2 separate regions of the Mus musculus genome follow, and region 1 is linked to region 2. The links are chromatin contacts, called in public Hi-C maps. All regions are on one chromosome and are shown on one strand. Each heading gives the region's core, a stretch centred on a gene start, on an enhancer-like site or on the middle of the called end of the contact. The rest is flanking DNA. Distances are from core to core; before and after follow the strand shown. Region 1 holds the start of Gm32276 (a long non-coding RNA gene). Region 2 overlaps Lrrc8c (leucine rich repeat containing 8 family, member C).

Evidence for each region. A called contact is a pair of places that touch in the nucleus more often than the background predicts.
Region 1: a contact with region 2 is called in a Hi-C map of CD8 T cells, with 2.6 times the contacts expected there. The contact joins two enhancer-like sites. A contact is called at or near these places in 1 of 39 promoter capture datasets (the C10 cell line), 4 of 15 datasets of contacts at CTCF or cohesin (CD8 T cells, the NIH/3T3 cell line, large pre-B cells and 1 more), 44 of 484 Hi-C or Micro-C datasets (B cells, the Ba/F3 cell line, the C10 cell line and 28 more) and 14 of 115 datasets of contacts at active chromatin or transcription factors (CD4 T cells, CD8 T cells, the HPC-7 cell line and 9 more).

The regions. Positions count from the first base shown.
Region 1 is chr5:105,650,678-105,657,535 of GRCm38.p6, forward strand. It overlaps Gm32276 (a long non-coding RNA gene), which reads left to right and starts at 629. Exons shown (of 5, transcript XR_389458.3): 1 at 629-712; 2 at 5,539-5,662; 3 at 5,992-6,098. Within about 2 kb of position 4,209, at least 86 of the 459 cell types and tissues checked have an H3K27ac peak or open chromatin away from gene starts, as enhancers often do. A contact at or near this core is called in CD8 T cells, Th1 cells and trophoblast stem cells, where this site is marked.
Region 2 is chr5:105,606,619-105,613,673 of GRCm38.p6, forward strand. Lrrc8c (leucine rich repeat containing 8 family, member C) reads left to right here. Exons shown (of 4, transcript NM_133897.2): 4 at 1-2,336. The coding sequence ends at 2,154. Among named protein-coding and RNA genes, the nearest start is that of Gm32230, 34 kb to the right of the region's middle. Within about 2 kb of position 3,238, at least 43 of the 459 cell types and tissues checked have an H3K27ac peak or open chromatin away from gene starts, as enhancers often do. A contact at or near this core is called in CD8 T cells, Th1 cells and trophoblast stem cells, where this site is marked.

The sequences.
Region 1 (6,858 bases), core at 2,959-5,458, 45 kb after region 2:
TTTTCGAGACAGGGTTTCTCTGTGTAGTCCTGGCTGTCCTGGAACTCACTCTGTAGACCAGGCTGGCCTCTAACTCAGAAATCTGCCTGCCTCTGCCTCCCAACTGCTGGGATTAAAGGCGTGCACCACCATGCCTGGCTACCACAGCATATTCTTAACTAACCACTGCAACTGACTGTAAGGTGGATACAATTCTCCTTCCACAAGCTGGGTCTTGTGATTGCCCCAGCGGTAAAGAACTCTTAGAGACTGTACAGAATTGAGCAGTGTGCAGAGGCACATCTCTAGTGCTTAGGAAGTGGAGGCAGGAGGGTCAAGAGTGCACAGTCATCTTCAGCCACATATGGAGAACAAAAGCTAGTAGAGCCTTCGTGAGATCTTGACCCTGTCTCAAAAAAAAAAAAAAAAGAAAGAAAGAAAGAAAGAAAGAAAGAAAGAAAGGAAGGAAGAAAGAAAGAAATGAAAGAAAAGAAAAGAAAAAAGAAAGAAGAAAAAGAAAAAAAGCTTGGGTGCATTTTGGATGAGGAACTGAAATGAAGGTTAATGCCTGATATCTTGATCACTAACTAAAATAAGACAGATCAGGAGTACAGGGCGTGGCCAGGAGGAAGTGGCTGTGGTATAGAAAAGGCCACAGGAAGAGGAGGCTCTGGTGCCTAGGGAGTGGTTCCGGACTCTGGAGAAGAGGGCATGGTATCTAGAGAGCAGAAAGGTAAGTCCGAAGTCTTTTGACAAAACCGGCTTTCATCATGTCTCCTCCTCACAAAATTCCTCACAGCGCTTTGTCCAGCCTCCTATCCAATAGATGTCCCTTTCTCCAGCAAAGCAGAGACAACGATCAATTTTACTGAACGGAATCTCTGGGTTTCACGGCATTGTTCTGAGCCGTCAGTGTCCTTTCCCTTAAGACACCTTCTGAGTCCCAGGAAGCTTCCACCAGCCCTTTAGAAGCCGATGTGGGCTTGAATCTCCTCGGATTGCAGGGCTGTAAGCAGAACAGAGCTCACAGGCTGGTCTACACTGCCAAAGCTGGTCCACGTGGAGTCTCTCCTGCACCAGAAAGGTGTTTGTGTTGGCTGGACGGGACCGTGTATCCTAGGGTCAGGCTCCGGGGCTGGGCGAAAACAAACAGTCCTTTCTTAAAACTGACCCGGACTGAAGCAACTCCTGTCAAAATCTCAACAGGTTTCTGTGCGGGGTTAGACAGATTTATGTGGAAAGGAAGCAGCCGTAGAAACAGCCAATTTGGAGTGGGGGCAGGGAGAAAACTAGAATCACACTTCTCAATGTTGACATTTATATGTAGCCACAGCATCAAGACAGTGTGCGCGGAGTGGAGAGCAGGCAAGATGACTAGAACAGAGCCCAGAACCTAGAAATATGTAGGGAGTGCACACGTCAGTGATCCTAGCACTCGGGAAGGGAGGTACAGCCAGCCCAAGTTACATAGTGGATGACCCATTGGATACGCTGGGAATGACCACGTATTCTGATGTAGACCCACGAAGTCCCTCTGAGTGTTGACTAAAGAGTGAATGTGAGCCAATGGGTGAAAGGCTGCCTTTCAACAGCTTGGAGCCGCTCACTCTGAGCCTCCCACCTTACACACCAGAGTCAGAATGGATCCTGGACTGAAACAGAATTCTGGGACTGTGAAACTGCTAAAAAGGAACAAGTCGCCAGAAAAAAAAAAAAAAAAAAAAAAAAAAGAATGAGGGTCTAGGAGAAGAATTCTGAAACTCAAGACAAAAAGCACAACCCATAAATGGAAAAATTTATACACTGGGCCTCATCAAAATTAGAAATATTTGCTTTGTGGGGAAAAAAATCCTGTAAAAGGGATCAAAAAGACAAATTACAGAGTGGTAGAAACATTTACAAATGATGTCTGACAGAGGCCTTATGTCTGGAATACACAGAGAACTCTTAAAACTCAACATTTTAGAGAGAGAAAAAAATTTATTTGTTCCCTCGAAATTGTACATTGGAACCCTAAACCCAGAAGCAATGATATGACCAGGATCCGCCCATAGAACATGGAGCGAGAATCACTAAGGACTGGGAGATGGACTCCAGAGAGCTCAGTGAGAATGCATTGTAGAATCCCAGGCAGTGGGCCCTCATCACACACCAAACCTGCTGGCACCCAGTCTTAGAGTTCCCAGCCTCTGGAACACTGAGAACTCTATGTCAGCCATTTGTAAGCCCACTTGTGGAACCCCATCACAGCCAGTAGATTAAGTCAAGAACCCAAGGCCACCCCAGCACCCTACCTTCCTTGATGCTCTAGGGACCACTTGGCTTGGGATCATGAGCAAGGGTGGGATACAAGAACTCCTGTGTCCTGCCCAGGAATTCTAACGTAATGTGCCTGGATGGGACCAGAGCAAACTGCTTGAACTGAGCTTGCTGACCTAGGCCTGTAACCCTAGCACCCAAGAGGCTGAAGCAGGAGGATTACAGAGAGCTCAAGACCAGTCTAGGCAACACAGTGAGTTCAAAACTTTGCAGACTATGTAGGGAGAACTTGGACAAGGGAGGGAAGGAGAGAGAGAGAGAGAGAGAGAGAGAGAGAGAGAGAGAGAGAGAGAGAGAGATCCAGCCTTAGATCACAAGTGTCACGAGATGGCAAAAGAAGGTGGAAACGAAGACCAGGAACCAGCCTGATGTACTATGAACAGTTGTGTCTAAGGAACAGCTGCCATCTTGTATACTAGGTGTACACGCAGTGAAATGCCTCCAACTTAAATGAGTACCTAAGTCCTTGAGAACTGCTCTTACAGAAACATCTCAATTAAAAAGGAAAATGAAAACATATATTCTAAAGAGTTTGCATATTTGTGCTCCAATAAGAGTGTGTGTTCAATGGACGTGCTCATAGCAACTGGTATAAGCCCATGACAAGCCCTGTGCTTTTAGGGTGGGCATAGATTTGGCATCTGGGACATTCATTCTTCAGTTTAACCAATGTCTTTGAGTATATGTGAGTTGAGCCCTCAGAGAAGCAGGACACACACTCCCCCCACCCCACCCCACCCCCGCCCAGCCAACATATATAAATGCACACACAAATCTCCTTCCTGCCGATCCCTAAATCATTCATGTAGCCACTGGAACCACCATCCGACTTCCAGTATGAGCAGCAGACAGAAACAGGGCCAAACTGGATACAGCCGAATAAGAGAGCATGATCTAACCTCTGAGAGATATGGACAACATCCAGACAGAGATAGAAAGAGAAATTGCCCGGGGACAGGTGAAGCAGGCAGCAGGCAGCTCTCTACTGTGGAAGGTCTGTCCACTAAGATCAAGGCTGGGCCAAAAGAGATGCTGGAGGATTGGGTCAGAGAGGGAACAGAGAGATGGCTCCAATGTTAAGAAGTAATACTTGCTGCTACTTCAGGGTTAAGTTCCCAGCATCCACATCAGGCAGCTCACAGTTCTATATCTCCAGTTCCAGAGGATCTGATACCTCCACAGGCACTCCACACACATGCACATATTAACACATATAAATAAAAATAAATCTTTTTAAGGAGACAAAGGTGCTGGAGAACATGAGACAAAGGCCATACCCTACATCTTTAGGGGGAATGACAACTTCATACCTAGACTTTTATGGTGAACTTCTCTGCCCAAGGAAATGGCTGAGAGATGACCCTCTCACCCCACAGCCTGGGTCTTAGAATTTTTGTGTCTGTAGCATGCCCCCCCAAGCACACCACACACATTGCACAAACAGCCCCAGAGATCATTGCTCAATGGGCTGTGGTCTGCTGTCCCGGGCCGTTCAGCCCAGCTCCTCCATGCTAGCAAACCGGAGAAAGAAAGGGTTTCTTATGATCAACGACCAGAGAGGTCGAACAGCCCACCTCGCAGGGAAAGGATTCCAGCGATTTCTAGAACCTCTGCCTCCCTCAAGCCTTGCTTACTGGCCCCTGCTGGTATTTGGAAGGCAGCTACCTTTCCCTTTATCCTGCTGCCCCAGGCCACTGTGGACCCTGCCACATATTCTGTCACCCCTGCATCTGACTCCTGGTTCCCAGCCTCGTTGTCACTCCAGTGAGAGGCACCCCAAATTTCATTGGTTCAGAATCCCAGCTTGGGTTAAGCAAGGGGCCCACGGGCCAGCCTGGCTTAGATTTGGAACGCAGCACGGTTGGGAAACCTTAGCTGAGGTGTGGATTCCAGATGAGGCGGGGAAGCCCTCTAGTGGCCACGAGCGATATGGCAACAGCAAGGAAACAATAACCATCTTTTCTAGGCCTGACTGATCTCTCTCCATCTGTCTGGACTTTTTTGGCACCAAGTCACTCCCAGATCTGCACAGCCCCCTTGTCACCCCATGCTCTGCCTTGCCACACAACGCTGCAATCTCTACCTCCTAGGTTTTCTCCTCCAGCGTTTCTGGATAACGAACCCTACACCTCGGGCCGGATTTGTCTTCCTTCAAAGTCTGATTTTTGGTGGCCTCTAGTTAAGAATGTCCTCCCAATCTCCCAAGTTGTGTAGAGCCATGATCTACAAAAATTGGAGCGCTTGGAGGGTGGCCTACTGAAAGCCACGTCACTGACCCTGGGCAGACTGAGCAGTACAGCTCACACAAGGCTATGCCAGCTGGACCACTGACGCTAAGGTGTAGACGCTCAGGTATTCTAGCACTCGCGCACACAGTGAAAGACAGGAAACTTCCGGTCCACCCAGCTTCCAAGCCCTGTGCAAACCCTCCTAGAACTTCCTTTCCAGTGCTAGAGTTGGGCTGTGTGGGTTAGAATCCCACCCACAATCTAATAGACATGCAACTAGAAAAGGTTTTGAATTCTTAGCTTGCTCCCAACGTTGTCATGGAGACTGAGGACCGCCAGGTGTCTGATTTAGCAGGGCTTGCCAGTTCCCTCTGACTCTGACTGACAGCTGTGGCTTCCAGCACTCTGGCTGGTTTGTTCACAGGTCTGCCCTAGACCTTGCATCTTCTATCTGTGCCTTTTGGCGATTGACACTGAATTGGCCTGAAGTGACCTCTCCCTGCTCTCTGACATCTTTTTCTTATTATTTCCTCTTCTGCTTAGGGACTGACTTAGAAGGGCTGGGGCATCTATGCCAGGCTAACCTTTATAACTTTAAAACCATAAACCTTATAAAGCCATAACCTTAAAAACACATATGTGTTGTTTTCTTGTGCATGCAATCTTTTTAAAAATTAAACTAACATATTTATGTATTACTGGAATAGCTCCTTATATTATTTGGCCTTTTTTTCCTCTGCACAGCTAGACTGTATACTCAAAAGACATCAGAACTGTGTTTATTATCTTTATCTAATAAAATCTATCAAATTGGGGGGGAGGGAGGATTAGAGAGATGGCTGAACAGTTACGAACACTGGTTGCTCTTCCAGAAGTCCCGAGATCAATTCCAAGCACCCACATGGTGACTCATGACTATAATATAGCACTACCTTAATATAATTTATAAATGACTGAGACTTTTCATTATATTAATACATTTCATTATATGAGTTCTCAACCCTTGAAACAGGTCTCCAGGAACCATCTAAGGATCTTTGATTGTCCGATTTTTACATCATCACTGAAAGAAAAGAAAGCCTTGTGGTTATCATAGGAACTGTCTCATATACCACAAAAATCTACCAGCAATATAGGTAATCCATCCTTAAATTATATCACCACATCTGAGAGTCTCCAATTGGAATGGTATCTGGGTGCAAGGTCAAGGGGTGCATTTTTAAGAATGTGATTATGCTACATTGTTCACAAAGTCTTTAAAACTTAAGCTATAAGTTAAATGTAAACGCACTTTCAATATTGTGAAGTTGATCAACTTTTCCCTCTGCAATACACCAAATATCTTTTAAAATTACATGCATACACATGCAGATGCACATACAAGCACATGCGCACACAGATATGCACTGGCAGACACTGTCTCACAAATTGCTGATTGAATTTATAACTTTGTACCATTGCTTAGGAAATCTTTAAGAGTTCATCTTCTGATGCCAAATGTGGCCCACTCCAGTTCTACAAGCAAATCTGACAGAAGAGAGCACCTGTGTCCACCAGCTCACACATACAAGAGTATGAGGTTTTGGCTGGTTTTGCTTTTGAGGCAGGGTCTTGCTCTGCAGCTCAGGATGTCCTTAAATTTGCAATCCTCCTGCCTCAGCCTGGAATTATAGGCATATGCTTCTATACCAAACTTATAACAATGTTAAGAGAGGTTTTATTCGTATCTCCAAAGTGGAAACACCCTAAATACCAATCTATTATAAAACATAATAAATCGGAGTACTTTATCGAAATAACAACTGGAGACTCTCCAGCAATAAAGAATGAATAATTCCTATTACTGATGAATGGATTGAGGGCCTAATAGTCAGTGAGGGAAGTCAGTATGTATGATTTAATTTATTTAAAATTCAAGAAAAGTAAGACTTTAATGACAGAAATCAGAATAGACCTCCCCACCATTCCCTAATGGGAAATAACCTAAATCTCTCTGAACATAATGATTCTGGCAGCCATCTTGCCAGACTGTAAGAGAAGCACAGATAACATATATCTAACACCCAACAGTAGTTCCCAGCACAGCGCATTAGCTGAATAAAGAGTACTTTGTACTATATATAGTCTCGATTTAGGTCAGTCTAAGAGTTGCGAGGCAAAAGGATAGTTTTGCTGATAGTCAACCCTAAAGTTCTAATTGCTTTTGCTTTTGGAAATCTCCCAATAGTTCTTCTTTCTTTCTCCTGTACTAACTTCATATATATTATATGTATTTGTACATATATGTGTAAATGTGAATATATGAATATATATGTATGTATGTGTGTATAGA
Region 2 (7,055 bases), core at 1,988-4,487:
TCACCGACCAACCCCGCGACCGTGGAGATGAAGGGACTGAAGACAGACCTGGACCTTCAGCAGTACAGTTTCATCAACCAGATGTGCTACGAGCGAGCCCTCCACTGGTATGCCAAGTACTTCCCATACCTGGTGCTCATCCACACCCTGGTCTTCATGCTCTGTAGCAACTTCTGGTTCAAATTCCCCGGATCCAGTTCCAAAATAGAACATTTCATCTCCATCCTGGGGAAGTGCTTTGACTCCCCGTGGACCACACGGGCTCTCTCCGAAGTGTCCGGAGAGGACTCCGAAGAGAAGGACAACAGAAAAAACAACATGAACAGGTCCGGCACCATCCAGTCTGGTCCCGAGGGCAACCTGGTGAGGTCCCAGTCTCTCAAGTCAATTCCTGAAAAGTTCGTGGTTGACAAATCTGCTGCGGGGGCTCTGGACAAGAAGGAAGGTGAGCAGGCCAAGGCCTTGTTTGAGAAGGTGAAGAAGTTCAGACTGCATGTGGAAGAAGGTGATATCCTGTACGCCATGTACGTGCGACAGACTGTGCTGAAGGTCATCAAATTCCTAATCATCATTGCCTACAACAGTGCCCTGGTTTCCAAAGTCCAGTTCACAGTGGACTGTAATGTGGACATCCAGGACATGACGGGCTATAAGAACTTTTCTTGCAATCACACCATGGCTCATTTGTTCTCTAAGCTCTCCTTTTGCTACCTGTGCTTTGTAAGCATCTATGGCCTGACGTGCCTTTACACCTTATACTGGCTGTTCTACCGTTCTCTGAGGGAATATTCCTTCGAGTATGTCCGGCAGGAGACGGGAATCGATGACATTCCGGATGTGAAAAATGACTTTGCTTTCATGCTCCATATGATAGACCAGTATGACCCTCTCTATTCCAAGCGGTTTGCAGTGTTCCTGTCTGAAGTCAGCGAGAACAAGTTAAAACAACTCAATTTAAATAACGAGTGGACCCCGGACAAACTGCGGCAGAAGCTGCAGACAAATGCCCACAACCGCCTGGAGCTGCCGCTGATCATGCTGTCTGGCCTCCCGGACACCGTGTTTGAAATCACAGAGTTGCAGTCTCTGAAGCTGGAGATCATTAAGAATGTCATGATCCCCGCCACCATCGCCCAGCTAGACAACCTGCAGGAGCTCTGTCTGCACCAGTGCTCCGTCAAGATCCACAGCGCCGCGCTCTCCTTCCTGAAGGAGAATCTCAAGGTCCTGAGTGTCAAGTTTGATGACATGAGGGAGCTGCCCCCCTGGATGTACGGCCTCCGGAACCTGGAAGAGCTCTATCTGGTTGGCTCTCTGAGTCACGACATCTCCAAAAATGTCACCCTGGAGTCTCTGAGGGACCTCAAAAGCCTTAAAATCCTTTCCATCAAGAGCAACGTCTCCAAGATCCCTCAGGCCGTGGTGGATGTGTCCAGCCACCTCCAGAAGATGTGCGTCCACAATGATGGCACCAAACTGGTGATGCTCAACAACCTGAAGAAGATGACCAACCTGACGGAGCTGGAGCTGGTCCACTGCGACCTGGAACGCATCCCCCACGCCGTGTTCAGCCTGCTCAGTCTCCAGGAGCTGGACCTGAAGGAGAACAACCTCAAGTCCATAGAGGAGATCGTGAGCTTCCAGCACTTGAGAAAGCTGACCGTGCTCAAACTGTGGTATAACAGCATCGCTTACATTCCAGAGCACATCAAGAAACTGACCAGCCTGGAGAGACTGTTTTTCAGCCACAATAAGGTAGAGGTGCTTCCCTCCCACCTCTTCCTGTGCAACAAAATCAGATACCTGGACTTGTCCTATAACGACATCCGCTTCATCCCGCCCGAAATCGGAGTTCTGCAAAGTTTACAGTATTTTTCCATCACTTGTAACAAAGTGGAGAGCCTCCCAGATGAACTCTACTTCTGCAAGAAACTTAAAACTTTGAAGATTGGGAAAAACAGCCTCTCCGTACTTTCACCAAAAATTGGAAATCTACTATTTCTTTCCTACTTAGACATCAAAGGCAATCACTTTGAAGTCCTCCCTCCCGAGCTGGGAGACTGCCGGGCTCTGAAGCGAGCCGGGCTAGTTGTGGAAGATGCTCTGTTTGAGACTCTGCCCTCAGATGTCCGGGAGCAGATGAAAGCAGACTAACTTATTTTTCATCAGAGTATGACTGAAACATGCTTCTACCAAATACAATATAAAGAATTAGGTAGTCCTAATGCCTTTCCTATATTATTTTTTTTTCCTTTTCCACACAAGACAACATGTACACAAAGATTGAGTAAGGAGTATGTATTTTTTAATAAAAATTTAATTGTATTTTTTCAATATTAATATTTTAAAGTTTTATTTGTCCCGGAAGCTGACGTATCTGTTATTGATTCTGCCCGCAGGAATGGGTAGTTCCACCTGGCTTTGGGTTTTGCTTTCTCACTTGAGTTCATTCTTGTAAAAGGAAAGGAATCGTAGGTCTCATGAATTTTGGCATCTTCTAAATGGGTGAAGATACTTTGCCAACACCATCTTTACTTTCTTTCTACCTGTCCGAGCTCTTGGTGAGTCTCATCATATGTACCAAGAAGTTGTGCCAGTGGTTTTACTGTCAGCCGCCACCTTGGCTGGTCAGGAGGTGCCACTCTATAGGAAACTCCAGACTCTGAGCTCACACAAGTACACTGTCACAGAGTATTACCCTGAAAAGCCCCCTGCTTCTGACACTGTTAATCGTATCATTTCCTAAACAACAGTTTCAGTTAGCCTAGGACAGGCTTTTGAAGTGGGTGAAGAAAGCAACCCCCTGTGGTTGCGCTCCTTGTGTGCATGTATCATTTGGCGTCTCACTGATCTGTATTTTTTTTTAACCAACATCCTAAAATATGTCGTCAAAAATTAAACACAACCACTACCCCCATCCACCTCACTATTGCCATGTGGTACTGTTGAACAACCTTAGGAAAATTAGATTTTATTTCAATATTCTAGCAGATAATTAAATTTTAAATCATAGAATTAGAAGCCTGTTTTGAGTAATTTAATCACTTTTGATGCCTTGATATGTGGATGCATCCGATGGAAAACAATCTTGCTACTAAGGCACTCTGTTAGAAAGCTGATGTATTCTATGCAGGCCCCGCCCCTTCCTTTGTTAGAAGGCTGATGTATTCCACGCAGGCCCTGCCCCTTCCTCTGTTAAAAAGCTGATGTATTCCACGCAGGCCCCGCCCCTTCCTCAGACCCTGTGCAGAGATATCAATTCACTTTCTGCCTGGTGAATAAAACAACCCACTGTGTACATAAGCGTAGTCATCAGCTTCCCGCAAGCCTGCCCTCAGTGCGGGCGGATGTCAGTGCAGCAAGCACGGGAACTCTCAGCTCTCTGCTAAAGATCGCACCTCACTTAGCCAAGTGCTGTGACTAACCTCTGAGTGTTCTCACTTCGCAATAGTTCCCACCTGGTGGCTGGCAAAGCTTTTATTGATCTTCCTTTTCCTAAAATCCAGCCTAGTGTGGAGACTTGAGTTACATAGTCCACCAACTGGCCTAAGGAAAAATTTAACACTGAAGGTAGGAAGATGATTTGACTTCTGAAACCCTGTTTTGAAGAACGTTTTCTTGGCCCCCATGACCTTGCCCAGACCTGGGTTTTGTTGTTGTTTTTTGTTTGTTTGTTTTTTGGTTGTTTTTTTTTTTTTTTTGTGGCATGTAAACATAGACAAGACATACCTGGGAAGCACATGGTCCTCATGTGAGTTAAGATGGGGGTTGGGGGGTGCGGGATAGCTCAGTGACAAAGCACTTGCCCAGAGCTGAGCCCCGTGCCTGAGTTTAGCGACCTGACACTACAAAACAGACAAGGGAACAGGACTCATCACTCTGTGTGAAGGGCCAGCCCCGTGCAAGTGCTTCTATTTCAGTCATGATTTCTTTAAACCTGGAATTAAAATGATAATAATAATAATAATTTGAAGTACTATTATGACTATACTTATAGGAAGAAATATTCAATTTTAGAATATTGAATGGTATGAATCATGTGTCATGTTCAGAAAAGCTCTGCCTTAAAGAACTTAAAGGCAGATTGTCTGTTATTGAGCAAGAGTAACTTGTTGTTGGAATGTAAATTGAACCATTGAATGCACCGTTTTGATTGTTAAAACTTATGGTTATTTCTAATATCACCCTTCAGAAGGGATCTATTCAAGTTAAACACCATAGTTATAATGAAGTCTTTCTCTGGCATTAACTGAAAATCCTGTATAGGTTCATAACTGAAGCAAATCGCCAATAATTCAATTTTATCAAGCTTCCAAATAATTTGTTTTATCTTCATAATGATTTCACAGGCCGACTCCCAACCTAAGTTGTAAATAACATTCAATAAAGCAGTATAGTTTTTAGACTTTCTTTTAACTAAGAGTAAAATACTCATAGATCTTTCTATTAGATTTTATAAAACTTCCAAAGCCTCAATCTCTGAAGAGTTTGAACTTTCTGATTCTCGTCCTTTTTAATACAGTAAGTTTTTGTTCTCGTTCTTGAGTAAAATGCTTTCAGCTACTGTCCAGCCTTCCAACGGGAAACTCGGGTGCCTGAACCACTGGCTTTTCTAATGTTCTCTGATCTAACTTAGTGCAGAGAGGCTGTCTGCCTCCTCTCTCTCTCTCTCTCTCTCTCTCTCTCTCTCTCTCTCTCTCTCTCTCTCTCTCTCTCTGTTTTCCAAGTGCTCTTGCTGGGAGGATCAGCTCTCTGTCCAACCTCCAACTCACAACAAACTGCTGTATAAATCACAAATGTGCCATCTGAACTCTTAACTCCGAGGTTGGCTTCAAGCTCAAGGTATACAGAACAGCCATCTGGTGGTGCTCTGGTTGAAAGGTCCTAATAGAACGCCACCTAAGGGACCAGCAAGGTGGCCCTGAGGGTGAATGGCACTTGCCATCCACCTGAGGTCCTGAGCTTGCTCTTCAGGATCCACACAGTGGAAGGAGAGAACCAACTCCCGTCAGTTGTCCTCTGAAGGGTGCCACAGAGTGAGCACCTACATCAGACGCGCACAAAGTAATTAATGTAGATTTTAAATCATAGAAAAAATAACCACACACACACACACCCAAGAATGTAACACCTCAGAACACAATTGTGTTCTCTCATTACACAATTTGATCTGGTTTTGAATATCAGAATTCTCAATGAGATAAACTGTGGTGTACATGAGATTCCTCGAATTGCCCACCCAGCCCTTCCTTGCTGCTACAATGAGCTCTGACAGTCTCCGTGGTGTCCTAAGCAGCAAGCAGACTTTTTCAGGCTCTTTTGGAAATGTCCCTGCCTCAGGGAGGTTGTTCATTTTGATCACAGGCCCCACTCTGAAGGGTCTGAAACATGGACTCTTCCTTGGGTTTCATAAACAAAAGAAGTCCAGTTTCTTTCAGTACGCTGGTTTATGGCTTTAATTTATCTCACTCTCTAATCCAGTTTTCATACCAAATACTGATCAACGGTATTGGCATTTCAGCAGTAACACTTATGGATCATCAATACAAAAGTCCATTAACACTTCTCATGCAAACCTTGTTGATGTCACTTCAGTTTTTCATAAAGTAAATTAAGTCTACCTTAAAGAGTTTACACTGGGGCAGAATCTTCAAGAATGTCATACTCAAGTGAACAAAATGGCTACCACTGAGGAAACTTCTAGAAGAGTCGATGGGATGTTTGCACCTTTTCTGTTTAGAGACATGGTAAGAAGTCCCAGTCTTACCTAGAGCTGCCATGAGTTTTCAGATTTAGCTCTCAGTCTTCTGATATCAGCCTCCCACACAAGTATCTGCTCCCATCCAGTCCCCTTCCCAAAGTCGCCCACTAATAAAGATGGCATTCTTAGGATTATCTGAGGGAGAGAGAAGAGAGTCTCCCTCTGCCCACAAGGAATTATTTTTTAATCAGAAGGGTATATAACATTGGACAGCTTTTATTGACCAGATAGCAGCCACTATGTATTTAGGGTTTGGTTTGGTTTTTGAGCCAAACCTAGGCTGACCTTAAACTTGAGAGCCTCTTGCCCCGGCTTCCTGGACACTGGATTACAGGTGTTTACTGCACACCTGGCCTGCGTGGTTTATAGTTAGATTCGTTTGTGTCTTCGGTCCCCTGCCACACTGCTCTTTGGGGTTGACACCCCATGCCTTATGTGCTTGCTGGTGTTTGGTTTGCATTTGTTTACTATGTTCATGTGCATTCAGATTGTCAAGTGCTGGCAAACTTCTTGGACTGCCGAGAAAAAGGACTGATCGTTGATTTGTCAGAATACATGTTCATGAAAGGAAACGTCTTAGTGTTATCTCGCTGTGTGGTGTATAGGAACAAAAATAAATAAAGTCATTTTTGTAACATATCTTTGGGACCCATCCTTTCTTACTTTTAGAAATCTTGCGTATCTTTTGTTCTTAGGCCGTTACTAAGGTTCTCTGGGCTGCAGGAAATAGGCTCGTTTGCTCTTTACCATGGGAGCTAGTTTTTATCATTGTAACGAATTGTTTCCTTCCTGAATCCACTGTCCTGCGTCTACACAAGGTGTCCCAGGAGTTTCATTTGTGTAATTACTGAGTTAATGTATAATCTGGAGTACGGTTTTTGTACGTTTGCCAAATCAGATTGTACAATGGCTATCCAGCTCAACCTTCATTAAATACCCTTATGATAATAACGGTAGTTACTTAAAGGAGTAAGAACAATCCTGGGCATCCAGAGAGGCATCCTCTAATTCAGCGGTTCTCAGCCTGTGGGCCATTCTGATGGTTCAGAGATTCCAGAAACAAGCAAAACATGAACTCTCTCTTTTTTATTCATTGTAGAATTAATTTTATTTTAAATCAACTTACATCCAGACATACACTATTACTGTGTTTGAAACCAGGCATTATGGCTTACTTATATGTACTTATGTGATCTGACTGGAAAATTAAGACAGGAGGTTATGAGTTCAAGGCCACGTCCAGCTTCAGAGCAAGACCCTGTCTCAAAATTAAATAAGCAAATAAATTTTAAAG